2 separate regions of the Mus musculus genome follow, and region 1 is linked to region 2. A link is a contact called in public promoter capture Hi-C data. All regions are on one chromosome and are shown on one strand. Each heading gives the region's core, a stretch centred on a gene start, on an enhancer-like site or on the middle of the called end of the contact. The rest is flanking DNA. Distances are from core to core; before and after follow the strand shown. Region 1 holds the start of 1700067G17Rik (RIKEN cDNA 1700067G17 gene). Region 2 holds the start of Hjurp (Holliday junction recognition protein).

Region 1 (3,449 bases), core at 257-2,756, 740 kb before region 2:
AAATATAGAACCATCATATCATCTATTAATAACACACACACACACACACAGACACACACACACCCAGAGAGAGAGAGAAAGAGAGAGAGAGAGAAAGAGAGAGAGAGAGAGAGAGAGAGAGAGGTCACTGCAGTACTGTTCACTATTCACACTGGTTGTGCAACCAACCTGTGTCCATCAATGCAATATGCATAAGGAAAACAGGACATATATACACAATTGAATATACTATTCAGCCCTAAGAAAGGCAATCCTAACATTTGAGACAATTTAAATGAACCTGACATTATGGTATATGAAGAGGTTAGACAAAGAAAGGCAAATACATCATGACCTCAGTGATGTGTGGAATCTAAAAAATATGAGTTCAATACACACACACACACACACACACACGCACATGCACACACATATAGAGAGAGACAGAGACAGAGAGAGACAGAGAAAGAGTAGAACGGTGACTGGATTGTTGAAGGAGGAACTTTGGGGAGTGTCAGTGGAGGAAGACAAACATGATTGGACATAAAGAGTAACTTCAAGAGACTTACCACACGCTACAGCACCAGTATAGTAATAGTTAATATACATATTATGTTCTCAGAAAATGCTAAGAGTTTATATAGTCTCACTTCAAATACTAACTATGCAAAACAACACATACATTAATTAACCAAATTATTCATTGCACAATGTGTATATACTTTGGAATGGCATGCAGTACATGATAATTTATACAATTTTATCTGCCAATTAAAAATGGCTTTTGAGGTGAAGATTATTTTTGGATGAATCAAGATATTTTGGTTATTGTGTTCTAGCGCTGGCTGTGGGCGTGAGAAGAAATCCAGCACAAAAAATCTCTATTAGACGATGCCCTGGGTCACTATAGCGAGGCTCCATCTCCCTCACTGGTCTCTACAGGATACATATGTCTGAGGTGGCCTGGGAAAATTTATTTGTTTTACTTGCCTTTAAATTTCACGGAGTCCAGAAGGCACTTAAAGGAAGGAACTTAGATCACATGTGTCAGAATCCATCTAGTTTCTTGACAGTGAACCACCAGAGCCTGCTGCCTCTAAGAATTAGGGATAGAAAGTCACCTGCAATTTCAGAAAAAACAAAAAACAAAAAACAAAAAACAAGAGTGTTTGCTGAGGAGGGGAGGGAACCCACAGAGGGTTCCTGAGTGGGAAAGCCGCCAAGGAGCTGGAGTTGAGGACCGTGGGCATGGGAAGGCAGTGAGTACCATATCTGATGCTGAAGAAATGGAGCGCTGCTGGCTGAGTAGACCAGGAGCCTGAGAAACATCCCCGCTACTGAGATAGAAGCCAATGGTCTGAAAAAGAGATGGAGGGGAAAGGAAGGGAAGAGGTGTGAGCAGCCCGGAGAGGGGGAGACCTCGTGCACTTCAGGAGGTCGAAACCAAAAGGGAGACGAAGAAAGACAGATGTTTTTTGAGTTAAAGATGGAGTTCGCCCTCCAGGGTCACTAGAACAAAATGGCCTCAGTTAAGAGTCCACACCTAGACTTGGCACCACGAGGCTTCCTTATTCAGGAACAGAGAAGGAACATCGGAACACTGAGTTTCAGGTTGGGGGTGGAGTAACCGCTTTGAAATCAGAAGCAAAACTGGGAACCGCAGAGAGGTAAGGGGAACAGACCCTTTCACTTCCAAGTTGCTTTTAGTTTTGGTTTTTATCATAGCAAAAGAAAGCCAGGCAGAACTGTAAAGAAGGGAGAAAACTTGTCGAATCAGAGAAAATGTTTTATTGTCAGAAATTAGAGAGACAGAGACAGACAGGGGCAAGGGTGAGGGTAGGGGTTGGTTTTTCCTTAATGCAACTCGGAGAAATGTCTTTCCTATCCGGCTTCCAGAAGCTTCCTTGCCTGCGCGTTAGACCTGCTTCTGTGCTGAGTTTTTATATCCTGCCCAGGCTTGGTCACAGAAACCGCCCCGTGCCTCTCCTAGTTTCCACAGCTCCCAGGCACGCAGGTACTTTGGGCGGTGTCTGCACTTTTGCTTGGAGGAGTGCTCTGACCTCATGACTCAGCAGATGCCACGCTTAATTGGAGGTCTGGGAGGGGACGGTAGTTGGCTCCCTTGTGTTTCTCTCCAAAATGGTCCAAGTTTAACGGCTGCCTGTGCTGATCCTGAGCAGGTGTGTGATGGCTGAGAAGGCGTTTTCAGAGCATACAATAGCCTGTTTACCTGCTGTCTTCCCCTCCAACCCCCCTCCTTTAACTATTTCCTCCCTATCCTCCAGAGAGTCTGTCTGTGCCTGAGAATTAAGCTTTTGCCTTCACTTCGTTTTTATATATGGAATCTAATTAAACCTTTCAATTTGATTTTATGTGTGTCTGTATATGGTATATACATGAGGTGTGCACTCAACTGTGTTTGCCCATAGGCTGAAGGTCCATACCAGGTCTCCTCTTCTGGTTTCCATTTTATTCCCTGATACAACCCTCCCTAGATCATCATATCCTGAACTCACAGCCAGGAGAAACATATTTTCTTAATAAAGCACCTCTATTGTTATTGCTAGATCCTTAGTGTGTTTTCTGGTTATGGTAGATTTCAACTTATTTTTCTTGTTTCTCCTCCAGTCGGTGCTGATTGGTCAGTGTTTTCCACATGTTTTCTGGGATGCCTGTCTGACCTTGTCTGGCTGACCAGGCGCAGTGCTAGGGAGATCCTCTGTGTTTTTGAGGTAATTTTGGCTATGCTAAAGGTGTCTTGGAGTGGGGGCTTCCTGCCAGGTGCTCTCCTCTGCCTGTTAATTTTAGTCCAGTGCCCAGTCCCCCACTCTGTCTACAGAGCGTGCTAATCTCTGATTTAGGCTCTGATTTTCTGAATACCACATTGGGTCCCCTGGCCTCACCTCTATTCTGACTTGATTCCATTTGTGTAGTAGGTGTCACCTCCCAATTGCACCCTCTCTTTGAAGGAAAGACCTTTCAATGCACCCTCTCCTAGATGGAGAGAGAAAGTTACAGGACTCATAAGGCTCTCCCCGGGGCAATATACTATTAGAAATTGCTTGAGAGAGGAGACTCTTTGCAGGAGCCAGAGCTGTACATGGCGTTCCAAAGATGCCCCTCTGGCGAGTCCCGTGCTGGGGCTGGCTTTGAGTCATCTATGCTTCTATAAGGAGCATGCTCTTGTAAGTAAAGCACAGGAAGCCCACTGGTTCACCCACCTAAAGCTTGGGTGGAATTGCTTCTCTGCTCTGTCGATGGTACCCTACCTGGGGTTCATGTCTCCCCACATGAACAGAAAAAGTCACATAATACCTCCCACCCTGTTCCTCCCCGAAGACACTTTCTGCCATATTCTATCCATGAATCCAATGTAACTCCACCGTTCTCAGAACACAAAAGACACCTACTTTGAGGCTGCCCTCTCTTCCACTGTGGCCTGGGCCCTGTATCTGCTTCCTTTTTCACCC
Region 2 (3,258 bases), core at 88-2,587:
TTTATTATTACAATATTATATTTATTATTATTTAATACTTAATTTGGTCCCTCTTAACTTTCATAAGTATTTGGGCCAAATTACCTGTTCTGTTTTGTATATGTAAATGCTTTAATTGATTTTTCTCAATGACAATCAGTATTCTGAAACCTTCTCCGCCTATTTGACTAAACATACTTTGATGAGCTATTAATGCCTCTTTCTAACACAGTAGTCGTGAATGATCTATGTGAAGTCAAAATTATCTGTAAATTGACAGAGTCTCGGATATTTTCTTGTTAATGTGAGAAAACACCTAGCAAAAAGCAAAATAAGGAAGGAAAGTTTTACTTTAAGCTTGCAGTGCAGAGAAGTTCAGCCATCAGGATGGGGAAGGCTTGGAGGTGCTCAGGAGACAGAACAGCATATCTAGTTGACGCCACCACCAACGTTCTGAAGCAACACCTTCTCACATCCCCACAGGCAACAGGTTCATACTGGGGTAGGGACAGATTGGATGAGGCAACCGCCATCCAATCCCAGGAGAGTCGGACGACCGACGGCCCTCCCAGAAGCCCAGGATCTTGAAAGAGACTTCCGCGCTTGTTGCAAATACATTGCGTGGGCATCCACAGTCTATGAGCCTGGAAGCTCTTCTTCCCTCCCTCAGTTTCAATGGGACAGCATGAAAAGATTATGGGGGCAGGCTGAGAAGTAGAGAGGCACCTCAAGGGACTTCCTGATACTCAGTAATGATTCCATTAATTCCCATATCGTGATAATCACGTTAATACCCGCAAACAAATGTAGCTGTTATGAAGTCACAGTAAAACCAACTAGTGGGGTTCAATCCCCCAGCTCTGCCAGAAGACAACCCCTCCCAAAAATTCTGAAAATGTTCTAAAATGTTAATCGAAGTAAATGCCCTCATAAAATGGACACCAAATTACCTACCCCCTCAAGGAACAAGATAACAATCAAGAAACAGCCTATAATCAGAAATGGGAGAGAAAGTTTATTTTAAAACCCTAGGATAAAAATCACAGATTCTGTCACGTTTATAATATCGTTCAGCACATTTACACGCGTCTTGTTTTTGAACACTGGCTTTCCAGACTCCTTTCAGGACCGTTATTTGGATCTGGCTTTCCCCAAGCCTTCCCAAGAGCTGGGAAATTGGTAGATCCAGGAAGGAGCCTTGACAGGCAACTCACCCAGAAGCCTCTAGGGGACGCGGGAGTGCCGCATGAAGTAATGCGCATGTTCCACCCGCTCCGGCGGACCCTCCCTCTCGTCCCTCCCCTTCTCGTTTCCACCGGAAGTGCTCCCTGGGAGCGGCGGCCGGAAACGCGGGCAGGATCGGTTGCGTAAATACTTTTGAAAGACCCTATTAGCGCGCGGGGCGCCACGTTTGATCTGTGGACGGGCTTGGGCGGGTGCAGTGCCGGGCAGAGAGCCACGTACGCCATGGAGTCTATGGGTCGGCAGGACCGCAGGCTGCATCAGCAGCTTAAGGAAAGCAGTAGCCGCTTCCAGACGTTAATGAAGCGGCTGATAGCGAAGGTAGGCTGGGACGGCGGCCGAGGCGGGCAGGGCGCGGTGGGCGGGGATCCAGCGCCCCGGAGTCTGACCAGCTCTCCCTTCCCCGCAGTACAACCAGCCCTTTGAGGACGACCCGTTGGTGGAGATGAGGACGTTAACCTACGAGACGCCCCAGGGTACGAAGCCCTCCCTTCCTGTTGGCACTGGGCCAGAACAGTGGGCCTAGAATTTGCAATGCTGCATTTGTCCCCCTTGCTCCTAGGGACCTTGAATCCCTGAGTTGCTGATTTCCAATTTAATTTCTCTGAAAGAAATGCCTGGAGACACAGTGCAGCCTGGTTTTTTAAAATGCCTGGCATGGAAGTTCGAGCTAATTGATTAGCGGTACAAGTGACTCTGTAAAATAAGGATGTTGACAATCATGGGTAAGCCGTATGGTTGTGTATAACATCACCAGAGTACCTGTCAGGCCATTGGAACAGCACCCAGGACTGCTCCGCTCTCATGGGCTTTGCTGTATAAATGTAGACCCATCTGTTTTGGACAGTCCCCATTATCTGCCACCTCTGACGCATTTTATTTAATGTTGTGAGTGTACTTACTACCTTAAACCTCATCGGTTCTCTAACTGGGATAAGTTTGTTATTTGATGAGGTCGTATCCTTCCCTAAGACCCATCCCTGATGTTTGTCTGAATTTATTGATAAAATCGGATTTCGGATCACAGTCTGCCAGGGGTCTACAAGTGCAGTCTGTCTTTTGTCTTATTGGCTGTTCAGGGCACGTGTTGGGTAAGCATTTTAAATAAGCAGAAACTGAACTAATTCTACAAAGAGGTTGCTTTTCTCTGGATGGGATCAGGACACAGCAATATAGGAATCCATAAGTGTGCTGTCTGACTCTTGGCTTTTCTGTGCTCTTGCGGCTGTTTGTGAAGGGGTAGGCAGTGTCTGGAGTATTTTGGACTGCCCATCTGTCTTCAATGATATATTCTGTCAGTGATATATAACTGATGTCAGTTATATGAGAACAGTGAAGTTGCTGAAGAGTTTGAGACTATACAAGTTGGTATAAGAGCCCTCCCTGAGGTCTGGCCAACACATAGACACCTAGGGCTGCAGTTGTCGGTTAACAAATCTATGTCCTAGCAAGCTTGCCATGAATCCCTCATCTTGTTGATTGTTCTGAGAGACACGTTTTTGGCGCGGCCTTTCCTAACATGCAGTAGACTGAAGTCCAGATTTAAGGTGGAGACTGGAGCAGAGAGCTAACTGCAGAGAACAGGAGGGAATCATTTGTGTGTGTTGACAGTTCACCTGGGCATGCACTTAGCACGTATTGTAGAGTTCAGTTTCAAACATGCAACATTAGCACTTTATGCGATTAAATGTAGAATTCCACGGAGAGGGCCATTCAGCAAAGCCTTGATTTGACTTAGCCGTTGTAGTTGAGCATCAGTGTCCTCTGGAAAGGTCATGTCCCACAGTGGTCAGTGCTATCAGACCTCCCAGAATTCACATGCTGGTTCCACTTCATGAGCAGAGAGCTGGGTTAGTCATCTGAACTTTCCTCTTCGCATATCTGTCTGTACAGTGGACATGGTAAGTCTGTCCTGTGGGCTTTTAAGAGGGTATGGGAGTTACATGCCACACGGGTTGCAAATACGAAACGGTGTGTCCTTGCTAAAACCTGGAGCATAGAGGGTGCTGTGTAATTTATTTTTTCTGTTTCTGTTAT

The links. Promoter capture Hi-C pulls out the DNA fragments that hold promoters and counts their contacts.
Region 1: a contact with region 2 is called in a promoter capture Hi-C map of stem cell-derived epiblast-like cells, with 4 times the contacts expected there. The contact joins the promoter of 1700067G17Rik here to the promoter of Hjurp in region 2. A contact is called at or near these places in 3 of 39 promoter capture datasets (embryonic stem cells and stem cell-derived epiblast-like cells).

What each region holds. Positions count from the first base shown.
Region 1 is chr1:89,014,170-89,017,618 of GRCm38.p6, reverse strand. It overlaps 1700067G17Rik (RIKEN cDNA 1700067G17 gene), which reads right to left and starts at 1,506. Exons shown (of 3, transcript NR_040471.1): 1 at 1,247-1,506; 2 at 970-1,073. It overlaps Gm34194 (a long non-coding RNA gene), which reads left to right and starts at 1,441. Exons shown (of 9, transcript XR_003947921.1): 1 at 1,441-1,646.
Region 2 is chr1:88,275,658-88,278,915 of GRCm38.p6, reverse strand. Hjurp (Holliday junction recognition protein) reads left to right here and starts at 1,337. Exons shown (of 8, transcript NM_198652.2): 1 at 1,337-1,542; 2 at 1,631-1,697. The coding sequence starts at 1,447.